Regions from separate parts of the Zea mays genome. Here region 2 is linked to region 1. Evidence: chromatin contacts called from public Hi-C data. All regions are on one chromosome and are shown on one strand. Each heading gives the region's core, a stretch centred on a gene start, on an enhancer-like site or on the middle of the called end of the contact. The rest is flanking DNA. Distances are from core to core; before and after follow the strand shown.

Region 1 (6,429 bases), core at 2,805-5,304:
TTGGTTGGCTTGTCAACAACGGTCGCATCCAGTGCCGCGTTAACCTGGCCAGGAAACAAATTGTCCAAGATACTATGTGTGAGGTCTGTGGTCAAGCCCCTGAAGACACAGCGCACATCTTCCTCCGCTGCGGCTTCGCTTCCAGTTTCTGGGGTGCTCTGGGAATTACGATTGCCTCAGACTGCAACAACGTTCTGCTGAGCCTGCTTCGGCCGTCCGCTATCCCTGCGAAACACTACAACATGTTTATTCTCCTCTGTTGCTGGCAGCTTTGGAAGCGCAGAAATGCTGTGGTGTTCCGTGGGGAAAGATCCCCACTTGCGGCTACCATGCTGTTGTGCCGCTTTGAAGCCGACTTTTGGAGGTCCAGGCTGCGGCATGAGGACCACCAGATCGTGGCTGTCTGGTGTCGTGTTTTGCATGTAACGTAGCGTTACCATTTCGATGTAATCTATGTAATCCATACCCCCCCTACTGTACTATCAATAGGCGATTTGGCCGCAATAAGCAATGCAATTCAGGTGGGGATTCTATCCCCCGGTGATATTCAAAAAAATATATAATTAATAAAGGTTATGTTGGTATTTTCTGTATCATAAATATTATTATTTTATTACATAAATTTAGTTAATTTTGAGATGCTTTGACTCTTAATAAAGTTAAAATAATCTATAACATATATACAGCTTGCAAAACGGGGTAAAATATTGGGCGTGTGTATAATTGTACTGAAAAAAAAAAGTAGTGATAAGGTACCATCAGGGCCGTGCAAAATCAAATGTGAGCAGTATTTTTTAACGAATCGGGAGAAGAAGTAGGATGTTCAATCACTGATCATATTACATTATGTTTCTTGGCTCGGTGAAACGTAGTAGAACGCCTCATGTAGTTATGTCTGTATGGTGAATACAGCCTTTCATTTTCAGTAGTTCGTGTAGTGTAGTTTAAAATAGAGAGTGAGATATGGATTAAAGTAAGAAATCTGTTGGAGATAGTTTTACCGTTCCTTTGCTTTTGGTAGTGCTCCTGCAACTTTCTTTAGTTAAACTTTCATCTGTGCGTTGCTGTCATGCGAGTTCTATTCACGTCTTGTTGCTTTGCTATTGGTAGAGGCTACCAAGTTGATGATTTAGTTATAGCTCCCCGAAACACTTGAGATCACAAAGTTGATACCTTGGCAGAGCCAGAGTCCCAGAGCCAATGCCATGCTCAACAGTTCGTTCAGACTTGAGGTAGCTGATGATGAGCTGCTGGCTGCCGCCCAAGCCCAGACAAGTTTGGTCCCACTCCCACCAGGTCGTCAAACGCAGAATCAGGTGCTGTGCTGTCAATCCAAATTCTTATTCCGCTTCTCCAATCTACCGCTGCCTGCCGAAAGGTAGCCAACCGGAATCCTCGACGCCGAAGAAACCTGCAAAAAAAATTTGCTTCTTGGAAGTAAAGCCTCTGTTTCCTCTTCAGATCAGATCAGTATTTTTCTGTTCCCCGATGAATCTGCTGCCTTTCCTTCCTGAGATATTCTACTCAGGTCCCGATTAACTCGAGGAGGGTGTTGTAAGGGGCCGGTATGCATGCCCTGGGTTAGTACCACCTCGCCTAGCCAAGGGGGCCGTGTTGCACTTATAAGGGCGGGCCTCCCTCCTCTCTTAGCATAGGTTTTGAGAGCGAGGTGCCCGTCTGAATAGGCTGCGCGCGAGCGCATGAACGCCCGACGCTGGTGATGGTGGGCTTTGGCGGACTGGCCCAGTGGGTGCGTTACATATGGTATCGGAACCCGCATTGCCGCTGCTGCCTGAGAGAGCTTTGGGCCTCTTAAGGGGGGTGGGATGTAAGAGGCCGGTATGCATGCCCTGGGTTAGTACCACCTCGCCTAGCCAAGGGGGCCGTGTTGCACTTATAAGGGCGGGTCTCCCTCCTCTCTTAGCCTAGGTTTTGAGAGCGAGGTGCCCGTCTGAATAGGCTGCGCGCGAGCGCATGAACGCCCGACGCTGGTGATGGTGGGCTTTGGCGGACTGGCGACGCTGGTGGTGGTGGGCTTTGGCGGACTGGCCCAGTGGGTGCGTTACAGGTGTACAGTATTTTCTCTCTCTCGTCGACTATTTATTTACCGGACAATTTCCCTGAAATCGTACAGGACATCATGAGCACCGGAAAGGAGAGCAAAAGCGGGCCGGGAAAAAAAAAAGAAGGGGGCGCAAACCAATCAAGCGGGCCAAAAGGAAAGCAAGGCGACGAAGGAATCAGGCAGGCACAGCCACAGCCACCACGACCACTGCTGCAACGCATTCTCATTCTCACTCCAAAACCCCAAAAGGAGGGAGGGAGTGAAAACCACCCAGCTGATGTAGACACGCATGAAGAACAGCTTCAACTTCAATAATGCTGGCATCAGCAAAGCAAAGCAGACCCGGGCCCCTTTGCATTAAGGTTCAGCGGTTTCCATATATTAGCACGACTTGATTCATCATTGCGGCCGCCTAATTATTATTATACTACTAATTGCCTCCCCTCCCTCGTAGTGCTTTATCTTATCTCTTCCTCCTCCTCCTCTTCATCTTCTTTAGGTCGCCCGTCGAAAGGCTCCTCTTCTTTTTATTGCGCCTTTTTGGCAAAGGTGGGGGGGAGGAACTCTTCGTCGTCGCGCACCAGCAGCAGCGTTACGCAATTCACGAAAGAGTAGGTGCCCGCGCGCGCGCCCTCCCAGTCCCACTAGGCGTAATATATTCCTCTTCGTTTTTTTTTTGGTTTCGTTTTGCTTTTTTTTCTTCTTCTCCTTTGGATCAGATTATCATGCAGTACACAATTTCCTCCTTGCTTTTGGAAAGATATGGGCAATGATTGCGAATAGCGCGGGACGGCTTATAAGGCTCGCTAACTAGTAGACGACAATATAGTATTACAGAATCAAATAGAACTCTTAAGGTTCGCGCGCTTGTTTCTAGCTAGTTTTTCAACTGAATGATGCTGTGTTTGGATACAGTTTGTCGTTACCAAGATAGGTGTTTTTTACTGTACAATTAGATTAGTTGACTGATCAACATGATGTGTTCTTCTCAACAAGACTGTTAAGTATCGACATCGTCCGGTTAGGGGCGGGAAGAAAAAAGCTAGACACCACCGCCACTGCAGAAACCGCTGAGGAATTGGAGACAGGTACCACAAAAAAAAAGATGTAAAGGAGGCTTCTTTTTGGGAAGGTTGAGGAAGGAGGTCTAGTGATCAGGGAGGGAGGGATACCCCAGAAATGGGAAGTTCCACCATGCACCAACTTGTGAATCTAGTGATGGATGTCCCTTACTTGCATCACGGAATCTGACGGGACCCCCATTATAGGGTCATCTCATCACAACGACAAACAAACATTACTTAAATCCTTGTGTTACTTCTTCGTAAGGTTCCAAAGGCAACTATAGCAACTGAGGCAAGTCATGATGGAGCTCGGTTTATAAATTCATGTGAACCTACTGGCGTACGTGTGGTCCTCCATTCCATTGTACTCCTTCAATAAACCATTCAACTGTACATAGTCCATCTGTATCTGCGAGTAACAAGCTCACAGATGCGAGGAACCATTTAGGAGTGTTGTTGTGGCAAAAAGAAGTTCCCTTTTGCACCAAAACTTCCTCATCAGTCTTCTTGCATGCACCTTTCTGACAGTAAATGCTATCTATCTAACCAGCTTCTCGCATGGTGGGAGTTGCAGCACAATGTAACGTGGAAACTACTCGGAACCGTGCCTTTCCAGACCGCTGCTTAATCTGTCGTGTTAGCTGAGATTATTGGGCACCTAATAATGTGTCGATCTCTCCGAGTAACACGAAAGTTACCATCTTTCCTGTGTCAGGATCACGTGAATACTTTTCAGGCTCTCTCGATTGTTAGGTGATATGCATGGTTGAGGATGCGTATATGTATTTCCTGTGTGCAAGCAACTTGGGCACCTATCCAACTAGTTTGCGTAAAGAATAATTAGTAGTGCAATGAGGCCCCGGTGATAATATTAGATACTTAAAGCGCTTTACATACTTGGCTCCTCCTTTTGGAGGGGGAGGCAGCTGCTGGCTACTGGCTTGGCTCCTTATATAACCCTGCACCACTTCCTCCAGCCAACCGGTAGTGTCGTCGTCCTTTGGAGCTGCACACACATCTGTGAGTAGAAACCTTGTGCTTGGCGATTTGGCACCCTCAAGTTAATTATCCTTGGTTTGAGGAAGAACAACACTTCAGCCAGGTACTAATTAAGTTTCATACTTGATTAGCTTGCTCGGTGGTTTTTGCTTGTTCATCAGTGTGTGCGTGTGTTGATCTTTAGTAGTAGCACGTAAGGAGCAAGTGAGAATTATGTTCTTTGGCTTCTCTTCATGTGCATAATAAGAGTTAATGCTAGCTGCTGTGTCGGTAGAGATTGGCAAGGAAGGCGTCAGCACTAGAGCTTTGACAAATATGGCTTTGTTTGTCTCTTCGTTCCTGCTAGGTTGAAAAAGCAAGAAGCAGGCATGGTTTTCCGGGTCTAACGACACATGTTAGCTTCCCAGTGTCCGTGTCCGTGTCCGTGTCCATGTTCTTCTAGCTATGGTTCATGACTATTTTGAACTTTAGTCAGTCATGCATGCCCAATTTGTTGCTGCCTTCTTACTCTGAACGACTGCCAAATCTCTGCAAGGATACAAAACGAATAACCAATCATTGTTCTTTTGAACTGAGATGTTGCTCTGCTTTTAAGGGAAGCAAAAACATCTGTATTTTCAAACGAAACATATCTTCGTTAGGAGTATCTTTTTCTAGGACCATATCTTCTTCCATATATGTTCATTCAGCACTAAGCAGCATAAGGCTAGATGCTGAACCTTGAGATTCGCGCGAACCATTCAGCTACTAAGTGATCTTGTTTTGGTAGTAAACGAACTACTCTTTTTCTGCTTGGCAGACATGCTTTAAGCAGGGAGACCATTTTTTATTTCGAGCGCGCTACGATGGAGCTCTACTCCGGATACCTTGACGACCATTTCAACCCCCACAAGCTAAGGTGAGTGCTTCCTCCTCTCTGTCTCTGATCTAACGCCCCCTGTTCCGTCCGAATGTTTTTTCTTTGTCCATCTGACGCATAGAAGAAGAAGAAAAAAAAATGGCAATGTGCTGATGGCTATGTCCAATCAGTCAAGCGAACAGGCGCGCCACTAGTAGTGCGATTTGCGTTGGATTTCCTTACCTGCGGCTGCGGGTGGCACATCACGATGCAATAACTGAATGTTTAGCGGTGCAAGTGGGACTAGTGCATCCAGCGAGCGGAGATCATGCATGCTTGCTGGCTAAAAATAAAAACAACCCGTCGTCCAGGAATACACCACTTTGTGCTAATTAATAAGCCTCTCCAAAAGCAGCAGGGTAGGCTTTGTTTGTTCTACGCCTAGCTAGCTTTTCCTTGCTTTTTAGCCCACCGAGTTTTTTTGCAAGACACATGGCTGACGACGTTCCTGGATATAGCGCACGTCAGCCGTCAGAGTATGCACGTCAGCCGTCAGAGTATGCACATACTACGTACAACTTGCAGTTGCAGTTGTAGTTATTTCCTTTCCTTTCCTTTTCTTTTTTTTTTCTTTCATTGTGTTCAGCATGAGCATGTGCATGGCAATGTGCAAAAATCTGGTTATATGACTCGTGTTCCAGATAGGTTGGATGGTGGGGTACCGGGTACAGCACAGATGAATGAGATGATGAAGGCCGGCGACCACTGCTTTTGCCTTGCCTTGCCTTGTAGAGCAGAGACCAACCTAACTTTCTTTTGCCCCAAAAGCCAAGTGGCCTTCCCAATAATTGAGGGGCACCTTAAGTCCCAATCCGAACCCTTTTGGCCACACTACGTGTACGTGAGATGGCTGATGAAGCTTCTCTGCCCTGCTCCCTGTCTGTCGTGCAGGACAGAGCGCAAGCATCTGCAGTGCACTGCACTTCCATTGCACGCAATAATTGACGCCCCATGGAAACGGTCCACGCTAGAAACGCTGTTCTATTATGGCCTGAGAACCACCAACACGCACAAGCTTAGCATGCGCGCGCGTAGGGATATATATCGAAGGATCAGCGTGCAGCCGTTCATGCATGGGTGCATGGCCATGCGCCGGCCTCACACCTGCTTGTGGAGTTTTCTTTGAACTGATTTGGTGATTAGTGATCACGGGAGGAACGAGAATTGATTTACAGAAAGGGGATCACAGGAGGATTGGAGGAGATTGAGGGGGAAATGAACTAATTTCCCCCTTAATCCTCTCCAATCTTCCCGTGATCCCGGGTCACTAAATCAGCTCTGAAAAAATTAAGGGAGAAATTCTCAATGTCCTACAATTCCTCTCCAATTCCTCCGCCCCATCTCCAAATGAACCGAGCAAGAGAGCTATCGATTAACAGGTCCGTTCCTAAATTTTCAGGGCC
Region 2 (6,429 bases), core at 2,895-5,394, 240 kb after region 1:
CGACCACTACACCACTAAGATCGGTGGAGTCCCTGTATGTGTTTCCTGTGTAGCTCTTCCTGGTTCTAGCTTATGTCATGCACGTTATTCAGTTAACCCACCCATGATTATACATTTTACTCGATGACTCTTCTCGGAGGTCAGAGATTTTTCTGAGGGATCATAAGCAATGGGGCATCAGTAGTTGAAGGCCGAGCTCTTTTTGAGTCGTTTGCTGTTTTTTTTATTATGTAGGATTGGCCAACTGGTGATATGGGCTTCAAGCCCGAGACTCTTCAGTGCAGCTTATGTGGGACCAAGCTTTGTCTTGTTGCTCAGGTAAATGTCTTCGTGTCGTTGATTAAGCAAGAATTTACTAGTTGAAAAACATCTTTATGGTCAGTCATGTAAGGAAACGGAGTGTTGCAGTGCTTGGGCACAGGCTTGTAAAGTTACAAGCTTGCAGTTCTCTGACTTAGCATTACGAACTATGTTTACGAACAGATCCGTGATGGCACAAAACGCTTGTATGTTGATGAATCAATGTCGTTCCTTGTAAAAAAAAACTAATGTGGTTCGGACTTAAGGTACATGCGCCTGTGGCAAAGCTAAACATTGAGGAGAGGATAATCTATGTGCTTGTTTGCCCGACACCAGAATGTGGACCTAAACCTCAAAGGCAAGTATATGCCAATTGATTCAATCTTTTTATTAGATATCCAGACATTTTTACATGATTTTAAGTCAGTACCTTTTTGTTCCTTTTTCTTCTTATATAGTTGGAAGGTTCTAAGAGTTCAAAAATGCCATAATGTTATGCAAACAGAAGGTGGTGGTGATGAATTAGGTCAACCGAATGGACCTTCTTCTACAAGTCTTCCAGAAGAACAGAATGATAAAAATAAAATTCCTGAGACAAATGATGACGATTTTGATCTAGATGCCTTAGCCGAAGCACTTGAACAAGCTGCAACTTTGGCATCAAACTCAAAGAAGAAGAACAAATCGAAGCATGCTAATGCTCCTGTAAAACGTCCTGTATTGAAGGAGCAAGCATGTGATCTGAGCATACCTGGTGAGGACAACTTTGAAACAACTCGTTACCATGTATGCAAAACCCGAGTGTTTTGATCTGATAAAATTTTGTTGCAGTCCTTCCTTGTTTTTACATACATTATAATAAGGAACTATATGGGGGCAAAGGCGCTGTGGGTTCAAGTAGCAGTGAGTTGGTTTTGGACAAAGAAATCATGGATGCCGCAAATGACGAAGAAGAAAAATGGGAAGGAGAAAAGTATGAGTACGATAGAGCTATTGGTGCTGACAGAACTTTTTTAAAATTCAAGAAACGGCTGGATGCATATCCCCAGCAATGCTTTAGGTAGCTAAACATTTAGTTTACATAGTATCATTGCAACCTGACTTGGTATTTGCAAACCATTTGTTTCTTGTCCCTTTTGGTTTGCACAGCCTGAATTAAATTTTGGCTTGCAATATTTCTTTAGGTATTCTTATGGTGGCAAGCCACTGTTGGCTACAACAAAATTACAAGATCCTGGCACCTGTAGGCTGTGTGGTTCACCACGCCAGTATGAACTGCAATTGATGTCTCCTTTATCATACTTTCTCCATGAAGCTGGAGACGGTTCCTCAAATTATGCACCCAGCAGCTGGACTTGGCTGACTGTTATAATATACACCTGCCCCAAGGTATGTCTTTTCTTCAATTTCCTGATACGGTAGTGTAAGAAATTCCGAGTGCCCGAAACATTATTCCTGGATAGTAGTTCATTTGAAAAACCATTTGATCTACAAAGTACACCATGAAGAACAGTATACCATCAAAGCATCACTTGAGCTTTGTTTGGTGAAGAGATTTCTGCGTCCTTGATGTTCTCAATGTACTTCAGAATTCCTAGCAGACAAGGATGCTAGGTTGTCTGAAACATCTACCAGGATTTAATCCAGTCTACAAAGTAGACTTCCAATGGCACTATTTTCTTAGACAAACAAATTTCTGGTCTGTGGGTTTCGCCAGATTCCATCTTGTCCCTTGGGAACTTTGTTAGTTATCCTTGTCACGGCAATCTTGAAAGCTCAGTGGGCTGCTACATGCACGTAGTTGTCATTGTTTAATATTTCTTCTTCCTGGTACCGGGGTGAAACCAGACATTGTTCATTGTGTTCTTTTGTTTACAGTTCTCCTCTCTGCACTATTCCTTAGCCTGTATCAATTTACTGCAGAGCTGCTGCCCGTCCTCATGCGGTGGAAAGCCCCAGAGCTGTTGTTGGGGAGCAGCGGAGGAGGAGATCCTGATTCAGGAGGATGAAGTCCTTTAGGATCTAACCAGTGCTGGTTGAGAAACTATTCCCGATTTGAACATGTAATATGCAGTTTTTTTTTGTTCTCCAATGGTTAGAGTTGTAAAGCTATCTGAAATTTTGAAGTGTGTTTTGTTATTGTGCCCTGGTATACTGCAGAACTGTCATACTTCACACAGTATCATATCAGACTAGTAAGATTTTTTTTTCTTTGTGGCTGTTGTTTTCCGCTGCAAAATCATTTTTTTCTAGGTGCCTGGATTGTCAACTCCAATCAAGGGTGGCCATGTTACGCTTGAGCATCAAGGGATATGATCCGGTATGTATTATGTTCCTGCGTCAGCCTGTAAACCCACCAATCCATGCTGTCCATGCCTAGAAACCTATCTCTTTTTTTTTTCACTTAAAAAGAAAAGAATGTAGTACTTTTCTGTCTCTCTAAAGTAGTGCTATTCTGGATTAAAGTACACATGCTGAATGATAAAACCATACCGCAGTCCATATGTAGGAAACCACAAAGTTTGGCCTATTCTGATGATAGCTGCAGGCTGGTCCTTGGACTTGGGCCAACACCAAATCTTTATTCTGCCGATAGTTACTCATTTGGTGGAAACGAAACTTATGAATCTTCTAGTTTGCTCACTCAATATTGTGCCACAGCTGAACCTGGTTTAATGTTGGGCCTTTCAAGATGCAGCTCGAGAAATTTACAATCTGCAACAACGAGTGGTAGGAAGAATTATTCACCTGTAAGAAAGACTGGTATCATCTTTCCGCTCATTGATGAGGGTTCAACTTCAGCAACAAGGAAACAAGGTGCTGCCACTTCTGTTCGTGCCAAGATCAGGAGACTTTTGTTTTAATAGAACATCTCCAGACACTGATGGCCAACAGCATGAGGGAACTGGATGTGGTACTGAAAGCGATCATGATAGATCTCTAAATCATCACGAGGTATCCATTACAGCTGACTGTTCGTTTGCTGCAACTTCTGGCACAAGTAGTGAGCAGAGGAGTCATTAGCGTCATCCAAAGAAATGCAGGTTTAACGGGTGTTGGAAAGGTGCAAGGGGTGCATCAGGAGTTTGCATTTCTCATGGCGGTGGGCAGAGGTTGCAACAAAGGTGCTGAGAGTCGGACAACATTCTGCAAGGCTCATGGAGGAGGGAGACGATGCCAAGAGTTAGGCTGCACCAAAAGCGTGGCAGGGAAGACAGAGTTCTGTATCGCTCATGGTGGTGGGCGCTGGTGTGGGATCAAGGAATGCTCGAGTGCGGCAAGGGGGAAATCCGGATTCTGCCTAAAACACGGTGAAGGGAAAAGGTGGAGGATCGAGGGTTGCACTCGCGGTGCTGAAGGTCATTCTGGGCTGTGCATCTCACACGGAGGTGGCCGCCGGTGCCAGCACCCGAACTGCGGTAAGGGGGCGCAGGGAAGCACCATCTCTTGATACCACATCAGGCGCTGGTCCCTGGCTCATTGAAGACGTCCTCCCCTTCGTGTGGTCTAGAAGGCAACGGCCCGGATGACGGAGCGAGCCGGAGCCAGAGATCCGGAGTGAAGGCTGCACGGTGGAGGGCTCTTGTCCATGCTTGGAGTTGGAGGCAACCTGGGAAGCAGTTCTAATGTTTCAAAAGCCTGAAACGAGAAGCGTGTGACAAAGAAAAGAACTGAGGCTATTCTGCATGCGATGTAACATATGCATGATTTTTCAATTATTGTTGTTATATGTGTTGTCATTCGATTTCAGCTTTTCTCGTTGCCGTTGGTTGGGCCGTCTATCCAAACCTGTGCTGTGATAAACCGTGATCTCGCACAGAAGATCACATGATGCCCTTGCCCTCCTTGATCCCCGCTAAGGTACTCACCATGAAAAGCCGTATCTGTCTCGGCGGACAGGACCCGCTCGTCACTGAGACCGGGACCCGCAGAGCATTGCTTGACCGCTGGCCCGCCTCCGCCTGTTAGAACCACCGGGCATCGTCGACGCCGCCGGTTGCCCATTAAACCCCCGTCCCCGTCTCGAGGTGATCATCCCGCAGCGCTACAACGCCCGAACTCTCCGTCCCTCACTCTCAGTCTCCGACACATTCTACGAACCGCCTCCCACTACCGCTCATTGCCGCCGGTCGCCGGAGACGCGCTGCACCGCCAGCTGTCCGCCTTCGCCCGCCGACCCCGGCCTGCCGCAGCTTCCCCTTCACCCGCCAGGTTCGGATCCACCACCCGCCGCTCGTCCGCCGTCTGTGAGAGTGGGGTTGATCAGATACTCTTGCCAGATCCTTTGTATTTCTTTTGTTTAGGCGAAATTCCTAACTAAAAAAACAAAATGAATATTATATATATATATATATATATATATATATATATATATATATATATATATATATATATATATATATATACACACACACGAGATTTTCCTATCCCTAAAAAAGATGACCCCTTCTTCCTATACATTACTAAGGAATAGTAGTCTTTCTTTTATAGGTGAAATTTGACTGGATTTTAGTTTATACCCCTTCCTTGATTATATGAGACAAAAAACAAGAAATGACAAGAAAGTTCTATATGAATAAAGAAATAGAAGAAAATGCGCGCGGATGGGGGACCCATTTGCTGGTATATGCAAGGATACCACTGCTCTTAGCGCTAGCTTCCATTTTTGTCGTTCTTCAGCGGGCAACACTCACTAGTCACTAGGGAATGTAATTTGGTTTGGAAGTTCGACGGATTCAAAGATGCCGAACATTGATTCGGATAGAATTTTCGGATATTCGGACTTTTTTTTTGCAGATAACGGATACATGTACAGATATTATGTTCGGATATCGGATTCGAATACAATATGTTTGATATCCGTCGGATATCGAATATCCGGATATCTTCTCGGATATCCGGATATCTTACCAGATAGTTGTGTACATTTTATTGATATTTTGCAGAAAGAAATTAAGAATACACAAATATCATCGGAAATTCATGAAATTTTATGGAGACATAACATATGTCCACATATAATCTTAAAAAATATTTGGACCATAACATCCACAATATATCAGTGTCTATTTCATTTCATTTTCACTTGTTGCGTAAGTTACACGAGAAATCACTCTAAATAAAATTCATGAAAATTTACGAAGTAGTGGCATATGTACACACATAATGCTAAAAACTGTTTAGACTCAGAGTGGATAAATGATTACAACCATAATATATGTGTAATGATGTCTTACATGGTATCCGATAAAAAAATTATTAACGATGATATCTGTGTCCGACTAGTTCCGTATTCGACATGCAACTATCCGTATTTGTATTCGAGAACATCTGTATTCGTATCCGAAGCTACCCGTATTCGAATTTGAATCCGAATAGAAATATGAAAACAAACATGGTTTTGGTGATATCGGTCTGTATTCGATCCGATTACATCCCTAACACTCACATTGGTCGGCATCTGAGATCCTACGAAGGACGAATGCAGTTTATTTTCCATGATTTTCCTGAGTTCAGCTGAATCCCTGTGCCCCCCTATGTCAATTTCATCCCCTGGTGTCTTTTGATTACTCTTTAGTCGGCACTGACTTACTGTTAAAAAAAACATCCGGCAGTATTGATGGGGTTTCTCTGTTGTGACATGCTCTGTTCTAACATTTTATGTGTGGCAATTGTCCAGTTTCTTCAGTTCACCATCAATTGACGATGAGCCAGGTTGTTGATAAGTGATAGATTGATGTTTATATATCATTGTTTTCTGCTTCGGTTTTTCTGATATGTGCTGTCACTTGCTCCTTGGTTTTTATGCAACTCGGTGTATACTGTATACCCTGACCTTTATAAATGATTTAACACCATCCTAACTCCCCTTGCCCTTCATGACCGTATTTTTTATAGATCATTAATGCGTTAGTGGTTTTGGTTTCATGATCTTAACAGCCCACTCTGTATGGTATAATTTTTGTTGATACGATTAGTTTCTAATTGATTAATTTGGTGATTTTGTGATACTTGCTAGGGTATAAGCTGCCAGTGCTTGTGTCATGGAAGAGCTACAGAAAGACAGTGCGCTACCATCAAATAGCTCTGATTCTGAGCCAGAAGCTATGGAATTGGATGACAATGGAG

Evidence for each region. A called contact is a pair of places that touch in the nucleus more often than the background predicts.
Region 2: a Hi-C map of ear shows a contact between it and region 1, with 2.1 times the contacts expected there. The contact joins the promoter of LOC100194099 here to the promoter of LOC100192007 in region 1. A contact is called at or near these places in 2 of 25 Hi-C or Micro-C datasets (ear and tassel).

What each region holds. Positions count from the first base shown.
Region 1 is chr10:146,664,626-146,671,054 of Zm-B73-REFERENCE-NAM-5.0, forward strand. LOC100192007 reads left to right here and starts at 4,055. Exons shown (of 10, transcript NM_001351639.1): 1 at 4,055-4,231; 2 at 4,928-5,026. The coding sequence starts at 4,974.
Region 2 is chr10:146,902,563-146,908,991 of Zm-B73-REFERENCE-NAM-5.0, forward strand. It overlaps LOC100194099 (putative DNA-directed RNA polymerase subunit family protein), which reads left to right and starts at 4,145. Exons shown (of 3, transcript NM_001139153.1): 1 at 4,145-4,512; 2 at 6,320-6,429. The coding sequence starts at 6,345. It overlaps LOC100384606, which reads left to right. Exons shown (of 7, transcript NM_001177107.1): 1 at 1-34; 2 at 235-318; 3 at 567-658; 4 at 759-1,054; 5 at 1,132-1,360; 6 at 1,485-1,689; 7 at 2,224-2,514. The coding sequence ends at 2,319. It also overlaps the pseudogene LOC103642110.